2 separate regions of the Danio rerio genome follow, and region 2 is linked to region 1. A link is a contact called in public Hi-C data. All regions are on one chromosome and are shown on one strand. The core of a region is the stretch at or near the end of the contact, and the rest is flanking DNA. Distances in the headings are between cores, read along the strand shown.

The links. Hi-C and Micro-C count contacts between places; a contact is called where the count stands out from the background.
Region 2: a contact with region 1 is called in a Hi-C map of hematopoietic stem cells, with 3 times the contacts expected there. The contact joins the promoter of ppm1aa here to the promoter of pgam1a in region 1. A contact is called at or near these places in 2 of 18 Hi-C or Micro-C datasets (caudal fin and hematopoietic stem cells).

The regions. Positions count from the first base shown.
Region 1 is chr13:34,801,000-34,807,300 of GRCz12tu, reverse strand. It overlaps pgam1a (phosphoglycerate mutase 1a), which reads left to right and starts at 2,465. Exons shown (of 4, transcript NM_198804.1): 1 at 2,465-2,664; 2 at 3,210-3,484; 3 at 5,181-5,361. The coding sequence starts at 2,526.
Region 2 is chr13:34,950,587-34,956,887 of GRCz12tu, reverse strand. ppm1aa (protein phosphatase, Mg2+/Mn2+ dependent, 1Aa) reads right to left here and starts at 3,726. Exons shown (of 6, transcript NM_131429.1): 1 at 3,411-3,726. dhrs7 (dehydrogenase/reductase (SDR family) member 7) reads left to right here and starts at 5,243. Exons shown (of 7, transcript NM_001045346.1): 1 at 5,243-5,417. The coding sequence starts at 5,288.

The DNA.
Region 1 (6,301 bases), core at 1,216-3,715:
GTTATGAATCTTTTCAAAAACTGACTTTTCAAAATCATACAACTATTACATCTTTTTCAGCATCAAGTCTTAAGAGCTTTGTTCTTTATAAATATTAATTAATCTTTAGATCAGTAACCTTTCCCCTATAGGTGTTTTTATACATGTACTGCCCTAGCTCTTTATGAATTTTGACTTTGACCTGGCTGTCATTGTATTTCAATACTATTCAAAACATTTAATAAAATGAGTCTTAAAGTCACTATACAATGAATTAATAGTTATTCTAAAAATTTTAAGTGAGCATGCTTTTTTATTATTAACAACAACAAAAAATACAGATATAAACAGTAATATACAAACATACATATACCGGAGTGTACATAAAAAAACATACATCATTAAAAATCTTATATATAGAAACATTTTTATACACTGTAAAACTTTATCAATTGAAATCCGTAGTCAACTCAAAATTCTCATTTGAAAAGAGTTTTGAACTCAGTGTTAATATTAAATACCTCATTACTTTAACTTAAATGGAGTAAGTTCACAGTACTCATATAGATTAGTTTTTAAACTCAAATGGTTTGTAGCAATCGGTTTCCTCAAACGGTTTGAGTTGCCATCATTTATTGTGTTTTACAGTACTCTGTTGGTTTAAGTTCTCTTCATTTATTGGTTTTACTGTGCTCAAATTGCTTCTTTTATTCAAATGAATTAAGTTCACAGTACTCATTATGATTAGTTTTTGAGCTTAAATGGTTTGTTGCAATTGGTTACCCCAAATGATTTGAGTTGCCTTAACTTTTTGGGTTTTACATTGTACAAAAATGTCAAGGGAGGACCATATATTCATTCATTTTCTTGTCGGCTTAGTCCCTTTATTAATCTGCGGTCGCCAGAGCGGAATGAACTGCTAACTTATCCAGCATGTTTTTATGCAGCGGATGCCTTTCCAGCCGCAACCCATCACTAGGAAACCCATACACACTCATTCGCACACATCCATACACTATATGGACATTTTAGCTTACCCAATTCACCTGTACCGCATGTCTTTGGACTGTAGGGAAAACTGGAGCACCCGGAGGAAACGCACGCAAACGCAGGGAGAACATGCAAACTCCACACAGAAACGCCAACTGAGACTAATTTTGAACCAGAGACCCAGTGACCTTCTTGCTGTGAGGCGACAGCACTACCTACTGCGCCACTGCGTTGCCAGGACCATATATTAGCTGTTTTAATTGCTTTTCTACTTTTAGATTTAGAAATCACTTTTATATCAATTTGAATCTCTTTTTCTTGCACCATGAAGAGAGGTTTGCTTTTTGCAAACTTACATTTGTGTATGGGAAATGTACTTAATAATAAAATAAAACAATATTTATGATAAAACCCAGCATCTTTTAAAGAGAGATCTTAAAAATGATAACCCCAAAACACTTATTTAAAAGATAAGGAAAATGTTTTTAAAATATTATGAGCAATAAATGCTTCAACATTCATCCAAAAATTATTTATATTGGCAAGACCAAAATAAATGATAGTTTCATTAAAACTTTCACAAAAAACAGAATTCTAACTCAATATCTATTTTAAATTTTCGAATAAATATTTTTGAAGGATAATCTCAATTAAGTAATTTAAACAATATTTCCTCAGCCTTATTTGTAATGAAACAATTTTGAGGTAATGACTATTTGACTATTAAAAATATTGTTCCAGTAAAAAACAGCATAAGGTATAGACATGTTTTCTTTTACGAATAAAGATCAACTTTTTTGATTATTAGGCTTAAATCCAGAAAAAACAGATAAAGCCGACTGAGGTCTGTTCAGGTCTAAGACAAATTGAACGCGCTTATGTAGGCTACATAAACTGCTTTTGTACAGCATATGTACACCAGCAAATATTGATCCCCATTAATTTAGTAATTTCGCAGGTGTAATTTCCCATTAATATAGCAAATTCCAAAAAATTTATAGGAATTTTGTATCTTGCGATAAACTTAAGTAAGCATCCTACAAACATGCTCACTTCATGCGCGAATCGGCTTCCGCTCTAAACCCCGCCCACACCAACATAAGTCACTTTTGATTGGCTCTGATGTATCTGATCTACATCCAACGAAATGACAGAAAGGAAGTCCAGACACGCACCGGGTCGTTTTAGTTCAATCATTTTTTTATTCTGCTCATGTCTGGTGGTGTCGATGACACTGTGATGAAATATTTTGTACTCTGCTTCTTTTTTATTTAAACCAAGAAAATGCTGAAAGAAGTTCACTGTAAATAGGCAGGGGTTTAACTGGAAGGTCACGGTTTTTTCCATTTCGTGTTTGCAGTTTCACGTGGTTGCTCATCGTCCCGGGGCGCTGATTGGCTGAGCGCAGAGATGGGGAGGTCGGAAACGTCTTCATTAGACTCTCGGATGAGAGGAGGGTCTTTTTGACAGTAGTCTTGACAGAGTCTAACAACCTGTTCGCTCGCCGTCCTTTCTTCAGCTACTACCGTTAGTATTTGTCTGTATTCATTTCCCAAATGGCTGCATACAAGCTGGTTCTCATTCGCCATGGCGAGAGCTGCTGGAACCAAGAGAATCGATTCTGTGGCTGGTTTGACGCGGACCTGAGCGAGACAGGGGCTCAGGAGGCGAAGAGAGGAGGTCAAGCTTTAAAGGGTCTGTAATAATATATATTTTTTTTTACATCGTAAATAAGAGTTGCAAATCTGCCGTGCTAGTGTTGTGGAGTAGTTTTAAACGCTTAATATGCTTATTTTGTGTCAGTTTGACGGCTTTGTCTTATTAATGTTTTCATTAAGAATTTTCGTTTTAAATAAGTAAAAACAAATCGGAAAATAAAAAGGACTTTCATCGGAAGTCTGTGCATCACCGGCACAAGTCCGCCTCCTGCGTGACGGGCGTACGCTCTGAACCAATGATCATGGAGTGTGTTCGTTACTGGCGGATTAGAGGCGGGGCTAACGTGGGGCGAACGTGCAGTACAGGACGTGATTTTATTCACGTGCTGAATTTCTCAATCAGGATCCATAAAATGAATTTCTAACTAATTTTCAGCTAATGTTATGAAATTTAATACAAATATTGTACTAAAAATTGAAAACACATTAAATATAATGTGTTATATATTAATAAAATATAACACCCCGCTCTTCCTCAAATGTCATAATGGGTCTATAATGTAAAAAATGTGTGTTTTGCAGATGCAGGGTTTGAGTTTGACATTTGTTACACCTCTGTGCTGAAGAGGGCCATCCGGACACTGTGGATTGTTCTGGACAGTATTGATCAGATGTGGCTGCCTGTGCACAGGACCTGGCGGCTGAATGAACGCCATTACGGTGGTCTCACTGGGTTAAACAAGGCCGAAACTGCAGCCAAGCATGGTGAAGCCCAGGTTAAAATTTGGAGGCGCTCCTATGACATTCCACCACCCAGTATGGATGAAGATCATGACTTTTACAGCATCATCAGCAAGGTGAGGTCTCTTGCCTTCATGGTGTTCAACATTTAATTCTTTATATTACCTATTCAATACATTCAAATGTTAATTTGTTATATATTTTTTTCATCATGATTTATCACCCCCAATGGTTTCTGATACCTTCTATTATATAGAGCAGGGTAGAGCCAAAAACCAAATATCATTGATAGTCATGGGCCGAAGATAAATATACCAAACCATTTTACAAAAAGTTGCTATCATAGGAAATTTCCTAATTCATCTCATCATTAAAAAATAAATAGAAAACATTCATTTGAATTGTATTAACTAACGCAGTATCACTTTTAAAATTATTAAAATAAAGACAAAAATAATCACATCTTAAAGACAGAGGAGTTTAATGCTAAATACAATAGTCAAGCAGAATCTGCCTTTAACATGATTCGCTCACCAAAGTCTTTGCATTGTCCTCTATGCATCATATGTACACTGTAAACTAAATCTGACTCATTTACACCATTTAAATTGGAACGTTCAATTTCAGATTGCTTTTTTTGTGGCTGAACAATAAAACAAACAAATAAAAAGTTACATCAAATTTGAAATCACAATCTCTAAACCATTCTCAGATGGGATGGCAAATTCAAAGGTTACCATGGGCCAAGTGCAGGCCTTAGTTTTGGCATCTCTGAAATTGAGGGTGTGTTTTATTTATTTTTTTGCTTTCTGATTGTTTGATACTGACTAATGATGGTGTGCGTATCAATTTTGATCATTTACATTTTTTTTATTCAGTAGAATAATGATCATAAAGTTCATAAATCTTAACATGCAAGTTTTTTACTGATAAATGTTGCAGCATGTTGTTGATACACGTTGAAACCTTTGTGCTACTACTGTAGTTAATAAGTGCAAAGACAACGAAAACAAAGGTCAAACGTTATTTGCATAGGAAACCCCTTACAAAAAAAGTTGATCCTGTTTAAGCACTTTGGTTTTTCTCTGAGCTGCCCACACAAACATTATATTTAGCACTATTACATACTCATGTGTTTATGGAACATTTATTAAAGGGGTGTTGCGCACACACACAAAAATTCTCATTCTCCTCACTCAATCTCAACATGTTTGGATACGTTTTTGTTCTGTTGAAGACAAAAGAAGATATTTTGAAGAATGTTGTAAAGCAGCAGTCATTGACTTAAATAGTATTTTCTGTTCCTACTATGGATGTCAATGGCTGCTGGATTCCAACATTCTTCAGAATATCTTTTTCTTTTCAACTTAAAGAAGCTCTTACCATGAAACATATTTTGTTGGAATGTGGAAGTTTGAATACCATTAGACAAAACCTTTACAAGGAGAGTACTTTGAACATTTTTAAAAAGGTACCACCAGGAAGAACTCTAAATAATTTATCAAAAACTTAACAGAAAATTCATATTTAAAAGAATATATTTTTGTGTGAATTTTAATTATTATTTCTGTTTATATATTTGTCTAAGTAACTTTTTATTGTAGTACAAATTTTGTTTTTATCATGTAATATTTTTATGTATATCCATTTTGCCATGAAATAGCTAAAAAATACTGATGTGCCAATAAATAAATCAACTTAAAGAAATTCATAACATTTTACAACATTTAAAGGCAAGGAAATTGAGGAAATTATAATTTTTGGGAGAACTGTCATTAATGCACCAATTTTTATGTTCTGTCTTTTATATAGGACCGACGTTATGGTGATCTGACTGAGGACCAGCTGCCTTCTTGTGAGAGTCTGAAGGACACTATTGCACGTGCTCTGCCTTTCTGGAATGATGAAATTGTGCCTCAAATCAAGGAGGGAAAGCGGGTGTTGATTGCCGCTCATGGAAACAGTTTGAGAGGCATTGTGAAGCACTTAGAAGGTAATTGCAGTATCTTCTCAATCACTACCTATATCACTGAAATCTAGAAATTAGTAAAATCTTTTATTCACAGCTGAAGCCTGTGCACGTTTTTTTGCTCTAGAACAGATAAAAAAAAAAGAACAGCAAAGCCAGTTTTTAATTTGCACAAATTCTATGTCCTGCTTACAAGCACTTGAATCTATGAAAACTGATCACCCTATGATTTTACCATAATAGAATAAGAGGACGATGTAGAATCAAACTCAACACACACTCATATTTATTGAAAGGGGAAGAAAAAACTATTTGTGACTTGTGTAAGCATATTTTGTTGATAAAACATATTTTAATAGAATGTGTATTTTAAAATTATATTAGAGAACGTTTTTATTCTGAAAATATTTTAAGTGAAATGTTTGAAAAGGTGCCTTCCAGAGCAATTTTAGAATATATATATATATATATATATATATATATATATATATATATATATATATATATATATATATATATATTTTTTTTTTACAATGCATGTTTATGAAACTGATATGATTATATATTGTACATTTTTCAAACCATATCAAGGAGATTTTATTATAAATTGTTTTTTAAAATGCATTAGAAACTATCAATTCCAGCAAATCACTTTGAAATGTTATGGGGATGATGGGACATTGTTTTTTTGTTTGTTTTTTTTTAAACCAAACACATGGTTATTTTTGTTAGCTAACACAACAACAAAAACACATTCACTTTCCAGTTAAAGTCAACATTTTGCATTTTTTTTAAATGTAATCTGCCATCTTTGTTTTGCTAGTAAAACACGCATGCGTGCCTGTAGACTGAAAACATAATATGTGAATGACTTTCACAAAACCAGTTTGTTATATATTTAACATTTTTTGGGCTTCTGGAAATGCATAACTTAATCTGGTTTTAGTATTACGCCTAAAACAGT
Region 2 (6,301 bases), core at 2,477-4,976, 150 kb before region 1:
AAATAAACTGACATTTTGCTGAATGTGTTTTTGTGCTGATACCAAGGCTGGTTTGGAGAAGTTGTGCATAAATATCACTAAAAACCACCAGTCAGTGGCAATAAGTTCTTGTCTTAATGGATACTTTTAATTATGCATTCAAGTGATTCATTCAAACATGCAGATTTATTCACAATGAAACAAGTTGAGCGTTTTTATCAATGGATGATTGAATCAGTGACTGACTCTCTTGATTTATTTAAGAAACAAAACACCAATGTGATTCATTTAGAAACAAAACACCACTGTTTCTCTGAAATACATAAAAGCTCTGCTCTCGATTTGTTTGGAACCATCTCTATTCCCACAAAAAAAGAGAATGTTTCCAACTGCAATTGTGCTCACTCTGTGATACTTAGCAAAGCTAAACTATTGCTTGTGTGATACTACTTAAGTAGATCATATATTTCTTGTGAATATTAAAAAACTAATACAGAGATTTTTTGCTTTGAGAAATATTCTAACTGCATTCCATTGAGGTCCAGCATGCTGTGAGTGCTTTTAAAAGTCAGTAGCATAACCAGAGTCAGCTTGCACATTGTTAAAACAATAAATACAATATAACTGTAGATAGTAAGCATCACCATTTGTGTACCAAGAGGACAGAATTAAAAGACTGCGTGATTCGCCCAAATAAAAACAACTCTGTGTACAATATCTAGTTGTCCAGTGATAATGCTGGATGGTGCTTATCTTTAAAAATAAAAAATATACCTCTACTAAAATAAACTGATATTTTTACTCATCATAACCTTTCAAGTTACATAATCTTTCATGCAATAACTGTTAAACATCAAACAACCTTGTTATTATTCCAGCAATACAGTTGTACAGAGTAGTTAACTTGCATATAAATGCACATAATAGAACAGGCCAATTTAAATGACAGTTTACTCTGAATTTATTTTATGTACTCACTCTCCGCTTGTTCCAAACCTTTATGATTTTTGTTACTGAATTAATACAAAACACAATATAATTTAGTTTTCTGTGATATGAGCACATCTTTCCCAGACGGCTTTGATAGCTCTGTTTGGAAAGAATATACCATTTTAGATTGATTGGGATAGTTCTGTATGGAATGCATCTCCATAAAATATAATAAACAATCTACAAGTGTACTTGGATGCAATAAAAAATGATACAAATGAAATAAACAGTGTTTTATCATTTTCTGAGGAGTCTAAGAATATTGTGGTGCAGTAATTGAAAAATAAAATGTCAAATAATACAGCACAGTCTTCCAAATGGTACAATTTCTTATGCCTGGATGCTTTAAAAAACCTCATAGTCACAGGCCTCAAAAACAAATGAAAATTTATAATTCAGACTCAACATTGCATCCTGCGATGTGTCTATTGCAAATTATCATATTGCGAAATCCATGCTGAAACAAAGTATGCAGCCCTAATATGTACAATAATATCAACTATAGATTTTGAAGTATACTGGTTTAAAAAAAATCAAGTATATTCTTTACATGCAACCACATGATGGTAAATATTTTTTAAAGTTGTTATAAAATGGAAAAGTAATAGATTTTCTAATATAGAGTGGAAGAGATAAAAATAAAAAATAAACCAGAATGGGAATTTGCTTGTAGATTGGATGGAGGAATCCGATTCTGAATCCAAGCATGCAGTTTATTGGAAGAAAGATGTAGGGTTTTGGTGGACTAAATCAGTGGTTTTCTTATTAAGTGGTTGTCGGGACCTTGGTGACTTTCTAAAAATCTCATATATTTTATTAAACTATTAAAATTATCATATTTTATCAATTATTATATTTTATTTGTGACCCCTAGGGTTATTGTGCTAGATTACCATCAGAGCAATATCGTTAGTTGCAGCAGATTGATTTTGCGGTACAATACTAAACTAACAATTTAATGGCACTCACATACATTACAAATAAAGGCCACGACTGAACAAGGAGGATGATCTCCTAGTGGTTCCAAGTCTCCAAATATAAACTAAGTCTTTTGCTATAAACATTGTGCTCACCATTCGCATTAAATGAGGTTAATATTAAATTAAACAAATGAATAATGATAATAAATATATATATATATATATATATCGTTGTAATACTGTTGCACTTTTTTGTGTTGCCAATATGCTTGTGTTCATATAGTTCCCACTGGTGTGTGCACCATTGTGTGCAATATTTGTATGCGTATAACCACCTCCAAACATAGTGGGGTCGGTGAGTCACTGGAGTTGTTATTTTAGGGGGTCATGGGCTGAAAAGTTTGAGAACCTCTGAACTAAATAGATAGAGAAATCAGACATACATCACTAGACAAAAGTTTATCATTACACAAGAAAGCCGAGTTAGAGCCGAGATTTCTATGTAAAAAGGGCATTTTTGTTTTTTCCTGATTTTAACAACTGGTTACATTAAATTTGAATGTAAATTGTAAATATTTTTTACTTTAAACACACACACGAAAGGTAACACACCCAGCACAATCCCTCTATTTATAATTCATGACGACTGAAACTACAAAAGTCTTGTCATGCCAGTGGCCACTTTAGAAATAAACCATGGCATGCCACCAGGAACAAGAAACAAGTGTAAACACACACACACCATCACAAAGGCAGGCGGACACACATTAAGCGGTTTTCCAGCCATGTATGGCTGTCAGCAAACACACCGCTAAGCACACTACACACTCGCATACTAAAAATAGATAAGTACAGATGCATTCTGACCATTGTTCACCGCTCACATCAATTACGACTTAGTCTAAACACAAAACCAGTGCCATTTACAAAACCCCAGCCTTGAACTATGTACGCGTTTGACTGATACACACTGTAAATATGATCTAGACTCAGATTAGGTTTACTACTAAAGTAAATTCATGGTTTACTGCGAGATATGATCAATCAATGTTCTTTGCCCTTAGCGTTGAACAGCAGTGAACTGAAATTCTGCCCGTGCAGACCTGCTGCACGTTCACGCGCCTGTATTCCGCATTACGTCATGGTGTCGCGAGCCTGTTAGCATGCTAGCTTCACGCTAACGTTGACGTTTGGGACCAATCGATTCGACCGAAATATTTAAACAACATGAAATATGTCAGCGCATGTAATCAGCACATATAATTGGCTATGTGCCCAACAAAAATAATTTTCAATATCTGAGCCAGGACAAAATAGCACGCTAAATGCTAATTGGAGGATCGTGTGAATCCGCGGGCTTGAGTTGCCAAACCTGCGGCCCTCAGCGCACCATGCGCAGGCCACACACGGCAGGTCAGACCGCTGAGCTCACACAACGCCAGCCTACTCCCTTAGCAAACATGCTAACAGGCTAGCTCTGTCATTCACACACAGGTATATTACAAGAGCACAAACACTTACCCCCTAAAAATCAGTCCTGGAGAGTTCGGTGGTGAAGGAGGTAAAAAAACAGATCAGAGAGAAGGACGAAAAGAAAGAGAGAGATATAAAGCGAGCGCGGCGGTGGTGAGAGAGAGACAGGCTGGCGGATTGTTTTGCTCTGCATTCAGTCAGTGAAACAGCGGATCACCCATATCTGTTTAAACCAGGGATGCATCATTCCCATTTATTCTACGTCCTGAATGTTGGTGGAAAATGAAAAGTGTTCGGGTTTGACCGCTGTTTTGGTCCGCTATGGTCGGGACCGAATCTCTGCACACCAGCAACAGCGCAGGACCCGGATGTGGATTCAGCAGGGCTGCGCACTTAAAAGAATGACATCATCATCATCATCCCTCCATCAACCTCATCCCTCCATCTGTACATCATTCTGTCTCGCACCTTCCTTCATGTACATAATTCTTTCACCACTGTCTCTAAATCATCTGTCCTGCGTTTTTTATTTGTCTATCACTGGTCATTTTTGAAAAACCCTAACATGTGTGAGGCTGAAAACAAGCTCTCAGTGCCAGGTAATAACAGAAACACTGTTATAAATGCATGATAATATGTTAGGTGAAAAGATGAACATATATTTCATGTGCTCTTGATAAGGTTTGAGCCCTAAATTAATAGTTTATTGCATTGCTTATATCATGTATCATTTTTCTTTTTTCTGTGGATGTCAATGGCTACTGGTGGTTTCCAACAGGTAACAGGTAAGGTGAGTACCGACATGGAACAACCTATATAAGGATATATGTGCATATATGAAACCTATATGCAGTATATATGCACATATATGATATATACAATGCATGCATATATATGCCACATAAAGGCAAAATTGAGGTACATATATATACACAGGTCATATAGGTCTCATCTATCGCTTCTTTATATCCACATATAAGCCCTGCATATAAAAGACATGTCTTATATAGCTCATATTTCACTTTGGCAACTGTCATACATGATGCCTAGCTCATATTTTCAAGGCATTAACTAAGAACTAACAAAAAATGCAAAAAAAATAATAATAATTATGTAAGTGTGAACACTTGAAATTTATATCACATGTAATTGTCATGTTATGAAATTTAACTATGGCAAATAAGTGAGAGCTCACACAGAAATAACCTATATAAACATATGTTTTAATATAGGTTTTAAATATATGTGACATATAAAATTATCTGTTTCCCTATATATGCACATATAATATAGGAAAATGGCAAATTTTATATATGTCACATATATTAAAAATCTAAATTATAACATATATGTTTATATAGATTATTTGAGGGTAAAAATATTTGTAAAAAATTTAAATGTTTCATTACTGCAATAAAACAACAAAGAATACATTTTTCTTTTTTGATAACATAAATATATTAAAATAAAGACAAAACATAACATGAATAAAACCTACCCATCTGTCTCTGTCTGTCTATCTATCTATCTATCTATCTATCTATCTATCTATCTATCTATCTATCTATCTATCTATCTATCTATCTATCTATCTATCTATCTATCTATCTATCTATCTATCTATCTATCTATAAACTGTCTGTCTGTCTGATAGATAGCCAACCACAGACAATATTATAATTTCTTATGTCTATGTAGCCAACAGAGCAATAATCGATGTTCAGCTGCTCCAGTGAGTACCAGAAACAGGGATGTGACCCGGAAGACTTCGAATCACACACAGACGCTACCGGGTAGTTGTTGTTTCGGAAGAAGCCGTTAAGCATGTCATAAGTTGTAGCGCAGGGATTTGTCAGCGCTCCGGTTGCGCAAGTTTCACCAGTGCTTCCGTCACTCTGTGAAGGCATAACAAGTGAAGTGTCTCGATGGATATATGCTGGCTGTGTGTTGGTCTTGCTGGGACCGCAGTTTATTTACTAGTGCAGTTCATACGCTTCATTTTCGCCGACGCTGATCTGACTTTGTTATGGGCGGCCAGGTTCGGCAAAACACCAGGTAAAACCGCAGATTTCACCTAGAATTGTGTAGTATGAGCACATTTCTTTTTATACTGTAATACGTTTGTAGTTTACAGTGTATAAAAATGTGCTGCTGTATAAATCTATTAACCTCTGGGCTATTTATTATGCAACAAAGTCAAGTGCTGACGCATTTCTGCAAGATGTGGAATTTGCACTCTCTAACACGAACTATCAGTGCCCTAACTAGTGTATATGTATAGAGGTCATTATTGTAATGTGTAAAAAATACAGTTTATGGATATGTAGTAGTTGAATTAAAAGATATTTGTATGTGTGTGGTTTTGTGTGTTATTTACGTACTATATGTAGAAAAATGTCAATAGTGGGATTATCATGCATGTTTTTGGCATGAATAGCCTACACCTACAAAACATGTAATTAAAAATGTAAAAATAGTTTATAGAGCAATCTACAACAAATCTGATTAGGCAAAGTTAGAACAAGAACCACTGACATTAAAATTGATCACAATGCAGCAATTTATTATTTAAGAAATTTGGTGTTACATTGTAAATATTTGTTTATATAAATTGTATGATATAAAATGTAGAATTATATCTTATCCTCTTATGTTTTGGTAAATACAGGACAGAATAAGTTCACTTTTGCATAAATATACAATATATTTTACACCGAAGGACCATGGATTTAAGCCATATTTTGACATTTTATTGTCAACAAAGTTATTAGTCATTAGACATTACTTAATTTTATTTGTATTTTAAAGTCTTTTTTTTGTTTTTGTCCCACAATGTCATTATATCATTATTATATGATAACGATTACGTTATAATAATGTTATATAATTTATTAAATGGCTGTACAATATATCATTTTAGCATCGATATCGTAATGTGA